Regions from separate parts of the Mus musculus genome. Here region 1 is linked to region 2. The links are chromatin contacts, called in public promoter capture Hi-C maps. All regions are on one chromosome and are shown on one strand. Each heading gives the region's core, a stretch centred on a gene start, on an enhancer-like site or on the middle of the called end of the contact. The rest is flanking DNA. Distances are from core to core; before and after follow the strand shown.

The links. Promoter capture Hi-C pulls out the DNA fragments that hold promoters and counts their contacts.
Region 1: a contact with region 2 is called in a promoter capture Hi-C map of epiblast stem cells, with 6 times the contacts expected there. The contact joins the promoter of Shc4 here to the promoter of Cep152 in region 2. A contact is called at or near these places in 15 of 39 promoter capture datasets (the 3T3-L1 cell line, 3T3-L1-derived adipocytes, the C10 cell line and 10 more), 1 of 15 datasets of contacts at CTCF or cohesin (the NIH/3T3 cell line), 8 of 484 Hi-C or Micro-C datasets (CD4 T cells, the MC38 cell line, Sertoli cells and 4 more), 8 of 115 datasets of contacts at active chromatin or transcription factors (effector CD8 T cells, embryonic limb bud, embryonic stem cells and 5 more) and 3 of 9 other capture datasets (adipose tissue, liver and pancreatic islet).

The regions. Positions count from the first base shown.
Region 1 is chr2:125,721,743-125,725,405 of GRCm38.p6, reverse strand. Shc4 (SHC (Src homology 2 domain containing) family, member 4) reads left to right here and starts at 1,258. Exons shown (of 12, transcript NM_199022.2): 1 at 1,258-2,613. The coding sequence starts at 2,029.
Region 2 is chr2:125,623,400-125,627,448 of GRCm38.p6, reverse strand. Cep152 (centrosomal protein 152) reads left to right here and starts at 2,336. Exons shown (of 28, transcript NM_001081091.1): 1 at 2,336-2,573. Shc4 (SHC (Src homology 2 domain containing) family, member 4) reads left to right here. Exons shown (of 12, transcript NM_199022.2): 12 at 1-2.

The sequences.
Region 1 (3,663 bases), core at 9-2,508, 99 kb before region 2:
CATTCATTAGCTGCCACTCACAGACAAGGCCATTACCACTCACAGGAACTTCTCTCAAGGTAGTGGGATGTTACTGTGGCATGGCATACGGTAAGGTGGGACCCAGAGGAGAAGGCAGAGATGAAAGAGAAGCATGCGTAGCAGTAGAGGTACTAGCGGATTTTTTCAGTCTTACTCCCTCCTCCTCCCACCTTCCACTCCCCTGATCCTGTCTCCCTAGGTTCCGGGTATATGAGTTCTGATTTAGCCATTCCTTTCGTGTTTGCCAAATGTGGAGGTGCAAAAAGAAAGTCAGAAAGGAAGGTATAGGACGCCACAAAAGGCCTTCCCAGTGGATAGAAAAAGCTCACAAAGTTGTCAGGCAGGATACTAACAAGCCGTTCTGAGCCTAAGCACAAAAGCTTGGCGGCGGCGAGGCGCCTTTGTCTCCTAGTCACCTGCACTGGTTTCATTCAAACCTGTGTTTGGATGGCCCTGGAGTTCAGGCTAAGTCCTGAGCACTCGAGAGCCCGTGGTCAATGAGAAGGTGAGGTGGCCTTCTTCCCAGATTCTCTTGGCTGCTGCCTTAGTATTCGAAATCATGAATAGTCTCAGGTACTGGAGCCAAGGCTCACAGAGAAACGCAACCTCAGCTGCTTCCTCCCGGAGACTCTCACCCCACCCCCACCCCAAGGTCTCAGCAGTCCGCTCTTCTCAGCTCCTGAATGAACCTGCATTTCCTCTGCCCAGCTGGGGCTCAGGCTTCCTGTGGGCTCAGCCTTTACGGTTGTCTTCCCGGGGCCTTTGATGGGCTCAGGAAATTGTATCAGACAGAAGATGGGGCGGCAATCAATTAAAAAAAAAAAAAACGTTTCTAAGAAAAACGAATCTAGGCTTTGAACAAGAGTTGTTTGTGTAACATATGCCCTAATGTCCATGGAACAATATATCTAATTTCTAGCTCCTTTCTCGCCCCTCCCCATCTTAACAAGAAAGGAAATCGATTTTTAACCTTCTGATTCCCAGCATACTGACGATCCAGGAGCAAAGATTGCCTTTACTTTTAACCCATTCATCAGATATTACCCTCCCTTTTCTCTGCCCGGCTTCGTTTCTCCCGGCTACTAGTTAGTATATTCACGGTGCATGACTCATGAAGCTGCAGCCTGATTGGATGAAAACCAAATCGCACCCCCCACACCCCCACCCCCGCGCCGCCCCAAACGGGTCAGTCAATTACAGCTATTCTCGGCTCCATTCACAGATTTATTAGCTCTCACACAACGAGGGAAATTCATTCGGCAAAGTTCATTCATAAAAATTTCAACAGCCTGGGTATCGTCTGCTCAACTCAGCCTTTTGCTGTGCACAGGCTCCTCCTGAAAAAAGCCTGCAGGAGAGTACAGGAGGGAAGGGCGCCCTGAGAAGGGGTGGGCCGGCCGGGATCGGACCCGAGCCACACAGAGGATGCCCGGACCTCAAGCTGGAGGAACAATGCAGACCAGCGCCCGTCGCTAGGACTCCTGGCTGGTGGCCCAGAACCAAGATCCTCCGAGAGAGGGCAGCCGTCATAACCCCAGCCCATACAGAAGGGCCTTTGACTCTTATGCGCTTTTTTATTTTTCCCTTTGAAATGAACAGTCACGGGAACAAATAAAGGGTTAATGGGCTAGTCCCTGCCCCGCCCCGTGGGAGCTGGAGGGGAGCAGGTTTGAAAGTTCCTGTGCGCAGAGGAAAAGGGGGTAAATATTTCTGCTAAGACTAGAGGCGTGGTGGCACCCGCTGCCCCAGCCTGGGGGACGGGACTCCGGGGCGAAGACACCCCCGCTCCCACCCCACCCCACCCCCCGCGCTCCGGGGGCCTCTGCCAGGGCCTGGAAGGGCCGGCCTGCAATCAGAGCTGGGGAGGCGTCCTCCGGGACTGTCATCCTTGAGCAGTCTCGGACCCGGGCTGGTGACCGCCAGAGCAGGAGAGGTGACTGTGGCGTGGGTCTACCGGACTGCGAGGCACTTTAGGCTGCGGTGCCCAGTCTCAGCACTGCTAAGGCTATGCGAGAACGCAGCCAGGACAGCCAGGCAGGACTCACGCTGTATGTAGGACTCTTTGGGCACCTGGGGATGCTTCACAGGACCAAGTACAGCCGCTTTCGGAACGAGTCCATCACGTCTTTGGACGAAGGGAGCCCCGGAGGCTCCGTTGGAAACAAGGGCTCGTCGCCGCCTCCCTACCCAGCCCTGGCCCCTCACCTGCCGACTGAGGATGCCACTGTGTCCAGCCAGGAGAGCCCCACGGCGCTGTGCACCTTGATTCCCCGTATGGCAAGCATGAAGCTGGCCAACCCCATCACTTTTCTGGGTCTGAAAACCTTCTGCTTGGGTACGAAACAGGTGAGCCGGTTGAAGCTCCAAGAGAACCAGGATCAGACTCCAAGCCGTCCAGCGTCCCCAGAATCCAATCTAAACAGGACTGGACCTGCACCTGCACCGGATCCGGACCAGGTGGGACGCAGGCCCACCTCTTTGCGTCCTGATACTTGCCCACTGCCTGGCCCTGGAGAACCAAGCCCCAGGAGCAAGCAGGACGGGCCCCCTCTGCAGCACCTGTTGGGGAACGGTCTGAACTACTGTGTGCGGGTAAGTCCCTTAAGGCCTACTCCCTGAGCACTCACAGGAAGGGCAGCTGTGCTCTCTGCGGGGACTTCGATTTAACCTGGCTGGGCTCTAGATTACAAGACATACCGCTGGATCAACCGAAGGGAGAGTTGGCCTTAGAGATTTCCTACAGGGATCTGACACATGCCAGAGTCAGATCCACTTTGCTCCAAGGGTGTGAGCCATTGCTAACCCATAGGCAGCTGTTGGCTCAGACATAGCTTCTCATAGAGACAGATAAGATGGCAACTGAGACGTGGTATAAAAGGGATTTGACGTGGTTTTATTTATTTATTTATTTATTTTGGAATCGACATTTCAATGTTCAGCAATTGATGCATCTGTGAGAGTACTCAGGGACTCTGGGACAGGGGAGCCGGGTGTAGCTGGGTTCTGAGATTTATGAGAAGGTGTATCTATGGTAGAAAGGTTGATTCAGGACAGGCGCAAGAGTAGATCAAAGTCACTGTGGGGTCTTCGGGGAAGCTTGGGGTTTGTCCTGGAGAGGGCACGGAGAGGTGGAGGTGACGGCTAGCACAGTCCCCAGGGACTGAACAAATTAGAACAGGGAAGAAAGGGAGGTCATCAAAGCTCTTCAAGGGCCAAACAGAGAGGCTATAAACACTGGTGAGCAAGATCCTCATAGGTCCGCAGGCATATCGTGAATGTAGGTCTTAAAAGATTCATCTGATGATTTATTTAACTTGTGCTGAAGCAGGAAGAGATCCTCGAGGCCAGTGAGAATGCTTGCTGTTCTTCATGGAGGGTGTAGCTGAGTTAGGATGAAGACTAGAGAATGAAGAATAACTTCCAAAGTTAAGTCCTGGATGATACTCAGGATGCCAGAGTCAGCAGAGTCAATTGGGAAGGGGACTCATCAGTTTGCACTTGACCTCTCCGATAACAACAGTGCTATCTAGAGGTGCTGGTGTGCAGGTGAGCAGTCTCATCAGCCCGGCAGTGATTGAGCTTAAAAAGTCAGAGCTGAAGGCAGAAGAGTGGGTGATTGCTTTGCACACTGACAGCATCAGG
Region 2 (4,049 bases), core at 1,087-3,586:
TATGACAGCTGACAATGTGTGGTGTTTGGGACTTAGACATTTTATCAGGAATGTGATGGATCAGTGTCTCTGCAGGAAACAGATGGCTCATTCAAACTGGGTAATTTGAGGCGAGACTAATAAAGGAGATTTAAGGTACAGGCAACGTATAGAGAAACCACAGGCAGAGTGCAGTGGTCTAGGGCCCAGGACAAGGGAGAGGGTGGGAACAGTTACTGATCATGGAGAAGGACTGTCTGACTACATGGAGGAGCTGTGGACAATACAGAGGTAACGGCTGATCTCGGTGATGCAAAAGAGATTAGCTAAGTCATTAATAACCTAATTTTTTTCTATTCCCATCTCTGATCTACTGGGATTCTTCACTGATTGAGATAACATAAAGGCAGAGTTGGGGGGTGGTGGTGGAGGGGAGCTTGTCTTGAAGGTCAGCTTCCTAGGGCACAGTGGAGTGAGACCAGAGAAAGCAGGGTCTCCTGCTGGGGTTCTTGGTGTTCTTAGTAAAACAATCTAAGAATGGACTCAAACCAAGCTTGAGGACAATGAGACTTAGAGTTCAAAGCAAAGGTTCAGGGTAGGCAAGCTGTAAATCATGGGGCTGCCCAGAAGAGGAGAAAGAGCCATGCTCTTTGAGTTTGGCTGGTTCACAGGTCAACCACACGGTGGACCAGCAGCAGGATGGGGGAGGGGGAGCTTTAGAGAAAGAGTGAAAAAGCTCAAAGTCCCAGAGAAAACTGACTTGGGCCAGCATCCAAAAGCAACAGCTGGGAAGCAAGAGGAAAAGTTAACACCTGCTGGGCTCAGGACTCACAAAGGCAGGTGGGCCCTGCGGAACTTCGTGGCGGATCCAGACTAAGTACACTAGGGACAGACATCCTGGAAGGAAAAGTACACTATCTCAACACAGAGCAAGTTATCCCCCTATGTCCCCTGCCATTCTCATGCACTATTGCATCGTAGACCTCAGCATGGGGCACTGGACATATCTTTCTCATTAGCCGATACTTGGATCACCTTCGACAAGTGCCATTTCCCCGAAGGCCTTTCATTAGTCTTTTCTTGACCAACATCTTCATTTGCCCATTCCTTCATTTATTCACTAATGAGTTAACACAGTTGTTTTGAGTGCCTAGCATGGGCCATGAAACATGAAGACAAATGCTCAAGTGAATACCCCCAAGACGTTCATATTGTTCTACCAGTGAAGCAGACACACGGTAACAGATCGTAGTAGAAGAGAAATCCATCTTCTCTTGGGGTCGGTATGCACCCTGTGTACAGTGGTAGGGAGATCCAGTTCCACTGAGTGACGTCATGTGTTTCGAGGGCTGAGTGGGTGAGAGGTGGGGCAATTGACTCGAAAAGCAGCCCAGGAGATGGGGTGGGAGGAGGGGAAACAGGAGCCATCCCAGAACTATTGGTAGTGCAGCCTTGTGACTTGGTTCTGTTTCTCTCACTCAAGCTCTTATTCTGTATCAGACCCCTAGCTGAGGGTCAATGTCAGCCGTACAAGGATAGGATGCAGGTGGCAGACTTAGCAAACAGCCAGATTTGGAAGAGCCTTGGACAAGTATCTTACTCCACACGGTACACAGGGGAAAGATTTAAAAAGATGTGGGCATCCAAGTCACCAAGTTCTTGGCATGCACTAGAGCCCTTCTTACCAAAGAAGCCAGAGACAGCAACTGTTCCAGAACTCAGGTCTCGAACATGCCAGGTCCAGCCACCCTCAACAAGCCAATCAAGAGACACACATTAAAATTGAACAGCCAAAGTGATATTTATCCATTGTGTTTGCGATCTCCAAGTTCGATGATATAATGGGATTTAACGACAGGCTAACATCTAAGAACATTCGCGGAAATTCGAGTTTTAGGGAGGAGGCACCTGGGAGCTCCTCCAGTTTTATCAGTAAAGAAACACAAATCTTAACCAGCCAAGTCTGAAGATGATGCCAAATTTAACAACGACCAGGGCTGGCAGTGGCACTTCAGAGAGCAAAAAGGGCCATTGGATGAAACTTAGACGTGTAAGGGGAAAAAAAGGAATGTCCTAGCTAACCTCTGGGAGGGCAAACAGTCCGCCGTATCTAAGCAACCGTAGTCCTCTAGGAGGCTTTTGTGATTGGCTCACTATTTCCCCAATGGAGGCTCCGGGAAGCTTCCCGCCGCCACTGGCGCCCTCTTCGAACAGCCGCGCTCTTGCAACTGCGGGCGACTTCTCAACCGACCTTGTGGGAGGCGGGTTTTCCGCCCCATAGCTCCGCCCAGCCGTCAGGCCCATCGAGCAGCGGCGGCGATTGGAGGAGGCGGCTGCTCGTCGAGTGGCGGGGTTCGCGGGCTAGGGTGTAACCGGGAAGGTGCTCGCGGCTGGAAGTCAGGGCAGCGGGTTGCGGGTTGCGGGAGGTGACTGCGGTCTCCCGGCCAGGCTGGCGGCTGCGGGATCGGGACCCGCGTTCGAGTCTCCTACACCGGGGCTGTGCTTGCTGGCTCCCTTCTCGATCTTCAGCCTGGGCGTCCCATCGGCAGACCTGTGCGCGCCCGTGGTTCTTGGACCCCGGGCCCAGTTCTTTGGTAAGGGCGCTGCGTGAGTACACCCAGTCGAGGGGGCTTCCTGTATTTTGGGGTTACTGTCTTCTGCTCACCTTGGTTTTCCATGCTGCTATCGGTACTACCGAGCTCAAGAGATTGTCATTGCCCCCTCCCTCCGTACTCTTTGTAGTAGGAACAGGATTTGGAAAGTGTCTAAAATAGACTGTTGCGTTCTGGCTGTTTCCACCCTGTAAGAGAAGTTAGTGTGTAAGCTAGTGCGTGCAGTTTTCTAACTCCCAGGGCAATTACATTTAGTCCATCTTGTAGTCATGCATTTTTCAGTGTGATTTAAGCTGAATTTCACTTCGTAGCTTCACAATTCTTGATTGTTTGCATGTAAATAAAGGCTGAAGTTTGAAGCCACAAGCAAAGGATATAAGCCATGCGCTCTGGAAGTGGCCAGAATGCACTTTGGATGGAGCAGGCATCTAGAGGAGGGCGGAGTCCTTATCCGGGAGTTGTAAGGTTTCCCACACCTATGATGTTTTCACCGTTTCATTACTAAAGAAACGGAAGCAGTTACGATTGCACAGCTGCCAGAGCTGAGGATCTTCAGTTCTTAATTGCTTACAGCCATATTACATCCTTTGGGATGCAAACAAACAAACAAACAAACAATTTGGAATGTAAACAAATAAAAAGAGATCTGCCTAAAGACCCTATCTACTCCGGTGGGAGTAGATAATAGTTTCAGCAGTTAAGAGATTGTCAATGCTCTTGCAAGAGGCTGTGAGTTCATTTCTTGCACCCAAATTGTATAGGTCACAACTACGTGTGACTCCGGCTCCAGGGGAATCCTAAGGCCTGTGACCCAATGGATATATTCACTCATAATGATGATGATGATGATAAATATTTTTGGAAAGGAAAATATACACTAAAGTTTGCTCACAAAACAAGTAAATATTTTTCCCTCTATGTGAGGGGGTGGAAGGGGGTGACCAAAAACTACCAGGGACAGTGCTGACAAGTATTGTCAGACAAGTATTGACAAGCTGGGTCAGAGGTGTAAGAGAAGACAGCTGTGCTTCTTGTATTCTTGTAGTGGGGTTAGGAAAAGTTTCCCGGCTAGAGTGAGACTATTAACCAGGGAGCTGTATTTTAGGGAGCACACTGCCCACGTTGATCCCTTGGTTTATGTTTTAAGTGGTCAGCTCTCTGGTCAAGCATAGGAGTAGGCCACTGTTCCTACTAATGGCATAATTTTGCCATATTCACCAAGATACAGTTTTACTATGGCAAATGCACATTGCTATCGATTGTTTTCATGATGATCTGTCAGCACACATCTCACCAGCAATTTATTTATTAAAGCCACAAAAAAACATAGAGTTGTGGCCATTTTCAATGTAGTAGTTGAAGGTAGCACGGTGCTACTTAGAGTACACTTCCTGAATTCTTCATGGACTTAACCTCTGTGTGTGTGTGTGTGTGCGCGCGCGCGCGCGCGCGAGTGGA